Linked DNA regions of Sus scrofa: region 1 is linked to region 2. A link is a contact called in public promoter capture Hi-C data. All regions are on one chromosome and are shown on one strand. Each heading gives the region's core, a stretch centred on a gene start, on an enhancer-like site or on the middle of the called end of the contact. The rest is flanking DNA. Distances are from core to core; before and after follow the strand shown. Region 1 holds the start of CAMK2G (calcium/calmodulin dependent protein kinase II gamma). Region 2 holds the start of NDST2 (bifunctional heparan sulfate N-deacetylase/N-sulfotransferase 2).

What was found. Promoter capture Hi-C pulls out the DNA fragments that hold promoters and counts their contacts.
Region 1: a promoter capture Hi-C map of skeletal muscle shows a contact between it and region 2, with 5 times the contacts expected there. The contact joins the promoter of CAMK2G here to the promoter of NDST2 in region 2. A contact is called at or near these places in 2 of 5 promoter capture datasets (liver and skeletal muscle), 12 of 47 Hi-C or Micro-C datasets (alveolar macrophages, embryonic fibroblasts, heart right ventricle and 6 more) and 2 of 2 datasets of contacts at active chromatin or transcription factors (alveolar macrophages and skeletal muscle).

What each region holds. Positions count from the first base shown.
Region 1 is chr14:76,590,512-76,595,588 of Sscrofa11.1, reverse strand. It overlaps CAMK2G (calcium/calmodulin dependent protein kinase II gamma), which reads left to right and starts at 3,045. Exons shown (of 21, transcript NM_214193.1): 1 at 3,045-3,194; 2 at 4,581-4,675. The coding sequence starts at 3,130.
Region 2 is chr14:76,532,149-76,537,325 of Sscrofa11.1, reverse strand. It overlaps NDST2 (bifunctional heparan sulfate N-deacetylase/N-sulfotransferase 2), which reads left to right and starts at 2,631. Exons shown (of 16, transcript XM_005671114.3): 1 at 2,631-2,970; 2 at 3,623-3,716; 3 at 5,132-5,168. LOC106506035 (undifferentiated embryonic cell transcription factor 1-like) reads left to right here and starts at 997. Exons shown (of 7, transcript XM_013983327.1): 1 at 997-1,042; 2 at 1,189-1,249; 3 at 1,876-1,911; 4 at 2,472-2,970; 5 at 3,056-3,251; 6 at 3,340-3,545; 7 at 3,623-3,634. The coding sequence starts at 997. The coding sequence ends at 3,634. It overlaps CAMK2G (calcium/calmodulin dependent protein kinase II gamma), which reads left to right. Exons shown (of 21, transcript NM_214193.1): 21 at 222-445.

The sequences.
Region 1 (5,077 bases), core at 1,796-4,295, 58 kb before region 2:
TCCCTAGTTGGATTCGTTAACCACTGAGCCACGACAGGAACTCCAATAATGGAAAATAATCTGGAAAAAAATATATATATAACTAAAACACTTTGGTGTATACCTGAAACTATCATAATATTGTAAAGCAACTCTACTTTAGTGAAAAGAAACCCTAACTTTCAACTGCTCCATTTCACTCAACTCGGAAAAGTAAGTACTTTTATACTCTAAAATTATATTCCAAAATCAGGGAGGGAAGCGTCTTTCATTCGGGGGCAGACTCATGGTGTAATTTTCAGAGCCTTCCAGGAGAAAGATCAGCAGAATGACGGAAGCGTCCACCTAGTGAGGCCCCTCTGGTGATTATCAGGGCATCCACGTCCTGTGTAATTCCCTGTTCCCTGCACTATGGGCATGGCCTGAGTGCTGGTGCTCCCCAGGGGCTGGCTGTACCAGAACATCGAAACTCTCGGACCCTGGGAGGTTACCATAGATACTGATGCGCAGGAAGCTGGTGAACTTGTTATTATTTATATGTAGGCTTCCGGTAATTGCTGTGGGGTGGCTGGAGGTTGTGTGGGTGCTACAGCTATGGGGATCAAGGAGGGTATCTGTCAGGGTGTGTTTGTGTGTACACACAAAGGTATCTGTAGGCTCCAAATGGCCACTGTGGCCACATTGGAGTCTGAGCTGATGAGAGTGGCAGGAGTCGGGGGGGAGTGAGGTAGTACTTGTTTTTGGTTATTTGGGGTCAAGGGGTGGTCTGGCTGCAGGCGAGACATGTGGAAGTTCCTGGGCCAGGGATCAAACCTGTGCAGCAGCTGTGACCTGCGTCACAGCCTTGGCAACACCAGATCCGTAACCTGCTGCCCCACACAGGAACTTCCTGAGAGGTGAGGTGGTAAAACTCTTACTCTCAGTTGGGAACAGGTCAGGGTTGTAGTCCTGTTTTTTCTGTTTTCCCCTGGGACAGCCTAGGGCCCTCCACGGCAGCCCTGGTCTCTGCTTGTTCTGACCTCTCTGTATCTTCTCACTCCACCTTACATTAGTGAATATAAAGTTTCAGCATCTGGAGGTCAGGAACCAAGTTGCCTTGAGGGCTCAGGAAGGGCACATTGATGACTAACTAATATGCAGGCCCTGTTACTGGAGTGCAGACATGAAGGCTGGCCATTGCTTCTGCCCTTAATGTGGATGATTTACTGTCATCCTCATGTACACAATCTCATTGCCCTGCCACACACTGGGACTTGGAACCAGGCCCTTACCCAGGTGCTTCAAGATAGGAAGTGGCCCTACTCCCCAGCGCTTTATTTCCTGTTGCCCTGGGAAGGGGTGGGGCATGATATTGTCACCTCAACCCTTTTCTTCTGCCCTCTACCCTCCTCCCAGGCAATCAGTTAGTGCTTTACCTCTCATATCCCTTTAATTGCCTCCACTGGGCAGTCTGGTTCTCAGACCAGCTCCAAGGGCAGCTGGGTGAGAAGAGAGGAACCCTCCAGGGGAGCTTTGCTCCACCCACCCCCTCAGGGAAGCAGCCTAGGAGGAGGCTAGGATGCCTCTCAGCCTCTCAGTTGTCTGCTCTGGGTGATCCAGCCTGTCAACTGGGATGCCTGACTCCCAGGGGGAGTCCCCTGTAATTCAGACTGAGCTGCAGCATTGAGCTGAGCTCTGCCCTGCCCAGCAGGAGCTGGCCTCTGACTTGGGGTACAGCTGCCCGGGCAGGTCAGGAACCTGCCCAGCCTGTTTCTCCTCCACTAAGACAGTTATGTGCCTCAGTCCTACCATCCTCTGACAATGGGGAAAGAGAAAGGGATGGTAACTCCTGCCAGAGCCCCAAAAAGTAGCCTCATTCACAAATATTTACTGAGGGTCTGGATCTAAGTATACAGTGGTGAAGGAGGCAGAGGCCCTGCCCTATTACAATTCAGTGAGACAGCAAATATTAAACAAATAGCTACCACTGTTCTAATTAGGTATCAGGTACTATTCTAAGTACTTTATGTGATTTAGTCCTTTTAATACTCCAAACTCTGTGAGGTAGTTAGTTACTATTATTCTTTATTATCAGTTTTCAGATAAGGTAACTGAAGCAAATTAGAAAGTGACTTTTCTAATGTCACATAGCTGATCAGTGAGTTGCCCAGGAATCCAAGCCAGGCAGTCTTACCCCAGAGTTCCCTCAGACAGCCATGCTCTAGCTCTACTGCCTCTCACAGCAGTAAACATATCATTACACAATGTGATGAGTGCCATAAAATAAAAATAAAGGGTGCTTGCAAAAAAATGGGGCTATTTTCTCCTTCCTTCCACCTGCTCTTCTAGCCCACAGCACACAAAACCTTTTCTACATGGTTCCCACTTCATCCCTTTCATTGCTGGCAGGAGAGAACATTCTCTCTTCTCTAAGACTGGAGTGCAGGAAGGCAGAGTTCCACTTGCATCCTTGGCTCTGGCCTGGTCTCCCTGAACAAACCGTGCCTGAAAGGTTTTATCTAATAATGGCCTTGATGCTTACACAAGTCTAGACTGTCAGCTTCCCGAGGGAAGGCAGCTGAGAGCTGGCTCTGCACAGACTGGGGGCGCTTCGTGAGTGTGCTGTCTAAAACCTGCTTTTTGACCTTGGCTCTCTCCCCACATGGTGTGAGCCGGACTCGGGGCTTAGGACCCGTGCGTAGCGACCCGCCAGAGAACTCAATGGGCCAGACCTCTGCATACTCCCAACACACACACACTCGCACGCACATTCTGAGCACTTGTAGGGTCTGCCCTGGGACTAGCCCACAGGTCGCGAACCTTTCAGCCCCGCCTGGGTAGGTAGCCCAGGACTGAGACCCCCGCCCCGCGATCCCCTTTACTCCCCAGCGATCACAGCCCAGCTCCGGCTGCTCCCTGGGCGGGGCGGGGCCCGCGGCGGGAGGCCCCTCCCCGGGGGCGGTCCGGGGGCCGGGCGGGGGGCCGGCGGGGCTGGGGGCGGGGCGGGCGGGCGGCGCGGGGGTGTTCCTCCCTCCCTCGCTCTCCCCGGTAAAGTCTCGCGGTGCTGCCGGGCTCAGCCCCGTCTCCTCCTCTTGCTCCCTCGGCCGGGCGGCGGTGACTGTGCACCGACGTCGGCGCGGGCTGCACCGCCGCGTCCGCCCGCCCGCCAGCATGGCCACCACCGCCACCTGCACCCGCTTCACCGACGACTACCAGCTCTTCGAGGAGCTCGGCAAGTACGGTCCGCCCGCCGCCGGCCGGGGCCCCCCACCCTGCTCTAGCCGCCCGGGCGCTATGCGGCTCCTCGCCCCGCCCCCCCGCCCTGCACCGGCCGCTGCAGCGCCCCCTCGGCCTGCCCCACCCCCAGCCTTTCCCGCCAGCCGCCTCTGGGGGCCCCTTCGCCCCCAGCTCCTTGCCCCGCAGTCCCCTCCGCGCCCTGCAGCAGCAGCTGCCCGGGCTGCTGCACCCCGCGCTGCCGCGGAGACTGCAGCCCCTGGACCGCTCCTGGGCGCCCTCCAGCCCCGCCCCTCCCTCACCCTTCAGGCACCCCACATCCCGACCCCGCCTGCTCACTGCCCCCTCCCCACCCTGTTCACGAGCTCACTCAGCATCCTGTCCCATGTTCCACTCGCCTGGCGCTCAGGACCCTCCCCGGCCCTGCAGCTCTAACCCTGCTGCGGTGCCGGAGTGTGGGGGGATGTTTGGTGCCCAGCCCCGCCCCCGGCTGTTGCCGCTTCCAGGATCCCAGCCCCGCTGCTGGGCAGTGCTGCAGCACCCCAGTCCCCTCCCCCAATCCCTGCAGTGGTCCCGGGAGCCGCGCGCCGCAGCCGCAGCATCCCCCTCCCCTCCGCACTGAGCTGGCCGCTGCAGCAGCCCCGGTCCCCCCCCACCCCACCCCGCGGCTCCGAGCCCGGCCACTGCAGCCCCCGCCCTGCCCGCCCCCCTAGACGTTTCCAGAGCTGGAGAGTGCGAGCTCCTATTCGGGGGAGGGGGGACATAGAGGGAAATGTCATGGGGAAGGGGAGCTGTTGATGTCTGAAACCCACAGCTGGACTCCCTCTTTCCCTGCTGTCTGTTGAGCCGGTAAACGCAGTGGGGTGAAGCCGGTTGAGGGGGATTTGAGCCTCACTTTCCTCACCTTCCCCCATGGTTGAGGAAGATTTCTCTCTCAGGGGATTATACCCTCTTTTAATTAATCTCTTCTCCTACCCTCGACTGTTCTGCTGAGAAAAGGGCAGGGTCTCTTCCCTTCTCCGGGTTCTGTTGGCTGGGACTGCAGGGCTGTCTGAGAAGCAGCAGGTGTGTGTTTTATGCATCTCCCACCAGCTCTTGACGCACAGCCTGAGGTTAGGGCTGTTGCTTTGCCCAGCGGCTAGATGTGGGCATGAGAGTAGGGTGGTCCTCCACCCACATTTGTGGAGTGTCCCACAGAGGCCACATCCTTCTGCCCCATGTTGGTTGGTGATAGTCACCACCCATGGTGATAGTCACTATGCTGATGTGTGTGTGTGTTATTTTGACTAAAGTCTGGTGATGGGAGCAAAGCTGTCCTCAGATCTGAAGTGTGTTTGTGTCTCTCTGCTCTGCTCCGTGTCCCAGTTCTTTCCCTCTTCTCCCTCCAGGGGTGCTTTCTCTGTGGTCCGCAGGTGTGTGAAGAAAACCTCCACGCAGGAATATGCAGCAAAAATCATCAATACCAAGAAGTTATCTGCCCGGGGTGAGTATTCCCCATCTTGGCCTCTCCCTGGGGTGCCTCCAAGGGTTATGGATTCTTCTAAAGATGCTCCAGGAGTTGGGGATTGTGTGTTTTAGCACTTGGAGAAGAGTTGGTATTTCGGGGTGGGTAGACTTTGAAACCAGACAAGAAGTTGTATGGAGACCAAGTAGAAGAGAATGAAGATGTAAGAGATGTAGCTTTCTTTAGGGGAAAATGGTGCCTGAAGGCTCAAATGAGTTTGGTTTTTATGGAGGGAGAGGATAAGGGGAGTGGTAGGTGGCTTTGCATGGAGAGCTTTACATTTGGGGCATTTGGAGTCTCTGTATTTGGGTCAGTGGTAGTCACTCCAGACCTGTCCTAGTCCCTGTGCCCCACTGGTGACTTAAGATGGAAATGCAGTAA
Region 2 (5,177 bases), core at 1,382-3,881:
TGGCTCAGTTGGTTACGGCTCAGGTCATTGCTGTGGTGTAGGTTCAATCCCTGGCCACAGGTGTGGCAAAAAAAAAAGGAAAGAAAGTAAATACTAGCCTCTCCCCCATTCTCCACCTTCTCAGGTTCTCAGGCAGACTTAGCCAGGTGTGGCGTGTGTTTAAGTCTTGGGAACTCATCTGTGTCTGTATTGTCCTCTGTTCTGTTACCACGTCTTGACAGGGGCATAAGGAGATCCCAGCCGGAGGTCAAACCTTCGCAGCCAGTGGCTCTGGAGGGCCTGAGCGACAGTGGCAGTTCTGTTCGTTTGAGGTTTAAAACAATTAAATTACAAAGCGGCAGCAGCCAATGCACGCCCCTGCATGCAGCCCTCCCGCCCGCCCTTCGTGTCTGTCTCTGCTGTACCGAGGTGTTTTTTACATTTAAGGAAAAAAAAAAAAAAAAAAAAGATTGTTTTAAAAAAAAATGGGATCCATACCATGATGCGTTTTAAAACCACCGATAGCCCTTGGACTAGCAAGAAGGCAGGAGTTTGTGTGATGCCCATCCTGGCACAAGCACTGGGCTCACCCACCAGCCCTGAAGAGGTGAGCTCAACCTCTGGCCTCCATGGACTCGGGGGGCCAGGCAAAGACTGACAGAGCTTTGGGGGCTGTGATGTGATTGCAGCCCCTGAGGTGGCCTGCCCGCCCCAGGTCTAGGAATGGACTTCTTCAGAATTTGTATACGCACCTAGAATGAGGCTGATGAGAAGAACATCGTGGCCATCAGACCTACTTGGGAGAGAACTCAGAGCTCCCAGCCTGCTGTGGAGGCAGCTGAAAAGCAGTGGCCTCAGGACTGAGAAGCAGTGGCCCGGACGTTGCTGTACTGTACCATGTAGTGTAGAAGGGAAGAGAATTGGTGCTGCAGAAGTGTGTCCGCTACGAAGCTGATGAGAAACCTCGTGTTAGTCTGACATGCACTCACTTACTCATCCATTTCTATAGGATGCACAATGCACGTGGGCCCTGATATAGAGGCCCAATCCTTGCAGCTGGGAAGTGGGAGGGGTTGCCGCTTTGCTTCGTGTTTGTTTTCTTATAACTTAGCAAGGAGAGAGCCAGGCCTTGGTCTCGGCTCCCGCTGCTGCCCTTGGCAGTTCTGTTTCTGTGCTGATTCGGACCATCTTTGTCTTGCCTTTTCACAGTGGTGGTCCCTGTGCCGACCCTCATCTGGGCCTGGGCCCTCTGCCAAGTGGGATGGGAGGAGTAAGGCAGTGGGATTGAGTTGATGGTTGTTTCTATGCATTCAGGCTGCCCTCAGGGGTGCCTCCCTCCTTACTCTTCCCGTCCTGCACGCCCATCTCTTTTCCTGTCTTTGAGATTGACCTGACTACTCTGGCAAGAAGAGGAGGTGTCCTCTTTAAAGAGGCGTCTCTTTACTGACCACCTGAAGTACAGACTTATTGCTGGACAGTCTGCATGGGCATCACCCCCACCCTCACCTGCATGTACCCAAAAGAGATGTCCAGAGCCAAGGCTCCTACATTCATTGTCCCTCTCTGTGCTCAAGGAGTTCCATTCCAGGAGGGAAAAATTTATGCTTTAAGCAGACAGCAGAGAAGATAATGGAGGAGCAATTGGTCATGGCCTTGGTTCCCCCCAAAACAACTGTGCAGACCTGTCTGCACTATTGGGGGAAAAGATGGGTAGACCCTAGCTCCCCGGACTGCCTTAAGGAAGCACAGGAGCTGGGGGAAGAGGCAAAGCTACAGGTTTACCTTGGAGCCAGCTGAGAAGAGAGCAGACTTATAGGTGCTGGTGCTTGGATTTAGCCAGGCTCCTCGGAGCACCTCCTGCATGCCCCAGCCCCTGGGCCCCTTACTGCCCTGCAGCCTGCAGTACCAGCACGCAGACACCTTCACCACAGGGTTTGGTTTTGCTGGCTTGAAGACAAATGGTCTTAGAGTTCATTAAGACCCATAGCTTCATATGGCTGCTCCAGCCCCACTTCTTAAGCATTCTTACTCCTCTTCTGGGGCTAATGTCAGCATCTATAGACAATAGACTATTAAAAAAAAAAAACACCTTTTAAACAGGAAATGGAAGGCATTTGATGCAGAATTTTTGCATGACGACATAGAAATAATTTAAAAATAGTGTTTGTTCTGAATGTTGGTAGACCCTTCATAGCTTTGTTACAATGAAACCTTGAACTGAAGATATTTAATAAAATAACCTTTAAACAGTCCATGGTGTTACTGCTGTTGGAGGCTTAAGGCCAGAGGCTTAGATTTTAGCAGCCTGGGTTACAAGGTTTCAGGTGGAGAGATGTACTTTCTCCCACTCCTTTTGTGCCCATTTAAGAATTAATCTTCCTCATAAATTCATCAGCCTCCAATCAGTCCCCCCAGCCGCTGAAGCGAGTTTGGGGTGGAGGGAAGAACTTGGGCCCTTAGGGACTGAGCTCCGGGTCTCGCCCCGCCCCCAGGCCCCGCCGGCATCCAGGACCGACCCCGCCCCCCCGCCCCGTCCCTCAGTGGGCCGGCCCGGCTCCCCCCCTCAGCCGGGCGGAGTGGAAGAACCCGCACCCTCGGCCCGCCCCTGCACCCAGAGACGCGGCGCCCGACGCTCGCCAGACTGTGCCACCGCGCAGGGAGGAGGGGGGTGCCTCTGCCGGCGGCGCGCAGAGCCTGCTGTATCTAAGGCGGCGGCTCGGCCGAGCGCTGCGGAACACCGTTCGGCGGCCCCGCACCTCGGCCGCGCGGCTGCCAGGCCCGGAGGCGGCAGGGACCCGAACGGGGCCGCTAGCGGCAGCGCGCCGCCTCCCCCCCGGTGGGAGCGGTGGTTGGGCCCGGCTGCGGCAGAGCGTTCGCTCGGAGATGGCGGAGCCGCCGCGACGCGGCCCGAGGCCCCGAGAGCAGGGAAGCCGGGCAGCCCCGGGACGTGGCGGAGCCCGGGGACAGCGGGGACGCCGCCCAGTCCGCCGGGTGAGACGCCCTTGGGAAGACCCCCCCCCCCGCCCCTCTCAGAGTGTGGCCCCCACCCACGGTCCCCGCACTTCTACCCTCACAGACTTCCCTCACCGTGGCCACCAAAACCTCCCGCAGGGGCGTCCCGGGCGGCCCCTCGGGGCGGCCCGCGTTCCCCTCCCCCTGTCCCTCCCGCCGGCCGGCCCTGGTAGTGGCCTCATTCCTGTCTGCTCGTCCCCTCAGCACGGGGCTCCTCCTCCCCTCGGGGCTCTCCTGCCCCGATGTCACCGCTGACTCTAGTCCGCGCGCGCCCCTTGCCCTTTCCCCTTCAACGCTCCACGCCCGACTCTCCATACCCACCTGTGACCGCGTGTTCCCCCCCGGCAGGTCCCTCCATCCGCAGCCCCCATGTGCCCGCCCTCTACGCCCACGGCGCTGCTCTGTCCCCCTCCTCCCGCGGCATCCGCGCCGCTGGTCTCCACCGTGGGCCCCACACCCCCCGGCCTCCCCAGCCCCCACCTCCGCTGCTTTCCGTCGAACCTCCCGCTGCTGCGCACACGTTCAGCACCTTTCTGCGCGGTGGTCCCGCTTCGGTATTTAGCATTCCACCTCACAGCCTCCCCCAATACTTTCTCTGCACCCCTTCCCTAAATATTGCTTCTTCTTCTAGGTCCGAAGCTAAAATGCAGTGGTTAAGAGCAGGGCTGAACCTTGACAGGCCTGACTTTGCATCCCAGTTCCTCCACTGAGCTGTGTGATCCTGGGCAAGTTACTTAACTTCTCTGGACCTCAAATTACTGGCATGTAAAATGGGGATAAAAAGAGTATCTACCTCTTACTTACCTTTTAAGGCTAGTGTAAGCATTAAATCTATGGAAAGCTCTTATAAGACTGTCTGGCAAAGAGTAAGCCCTCAGTAAATGTTAACTATTATTCTTAACATTATGGGTGATACACCCCCGGTATCTACTTCCCCACAGTGACTTCTGACTATTGTGTTTGCTCCAGAGTTTCCTCTTAGGATTCACCCCCCTCCCTGTCACCATTTTGATCCTCTCTCAGTTCTCCTTTCATGCTGATTGATTTTACCCAGGCCAGAGGTGAACTATTTTTAAATTTGTGTCTCTCGATTGTGAAGGACCCTATCTCTGCTGAATCGTGCTGAGATGTATAGTCATGGGGTAGGTGACAGAGATTGCAGCCACTTGCTTTACCAGGAGAGGCCAAGGTAACGCCTCTAGAAGCAGTCTATCTATTTAAGGAAAGGAGTCTCCAAAATTAGGTCTCCTTAAAACTACTTTCTGATCATAGTGTTCTTAAATCGTCTCTCTGTTATCAGTTGGATACTACTTCAGCTCCTGTTGCTCTCTCTCAACCTGCCTCACTCAGTTGGCTCTGTTTTTGTAACAGGACTCATGTCTCTCCAGGCTAGCTCAGAACCCTTCTGAGCTGTTAAGAGATGAGGGGATAGAACCACTTAGGCGAAGTTAGGAAGGAGAACTGGACTGGATAGGGAGAGAGACTCTGAACTCAGCTCTGTAGTTTTCCTGAGATGCCAGTGATGTGGCTTGCTCCAGGGCTACATTTTTACCACCCCTCCTGACACTAGCACAGGTCACATTTTTACTACCTCTCCTGACACTAGCACAGGTGAGGTAAAGGGCGTGGATGCGTAATTTTTCACAAGCAATGGAAAAGAGAATGTCCAAGTTCTGGGTTTCGAAGGTAGTAGAATGATTAGCCAGCACCATTTCTCTTTCGTCTTTAATTCCCCCATCATATTGTCCACTGACTGCAAGTTCGTTAGTGCTGTTAAGCTTGTGATGTCAGGTTTGATAGATGAGGAAGATTAACAGACACATGAGTTTCCTCTTATCTGATATTTCGTTGGAGCGCAGGACTTTTGGGGCTTTCCGTCCCTTTGCAGGAAAACCAAAGTTCCTGCTGGCTAGCCAACTGCTCGGTCACAGCCTAGAAGCTCTTTTCAGGGCAGGTTTGTTTTCAGCCTCCTGGGCTATTTGGCCTCTTGTTGATGGGAGATTTGTTCCCATCAACAAGTCTTGGATACTCTGCTTCATTTCTCAGCTTAGCGCAGGAAGAGAATTTAGACAGTATTCTAAGAAAGGGAACAGGCTGTGAAGCAATGGTATGAGACTCAGATTGTGTTGTTCTTTTACAGGAGCTTTTCTTTGGAGAACAAATCTTGTGAGCAGGAGGTAAGCGAG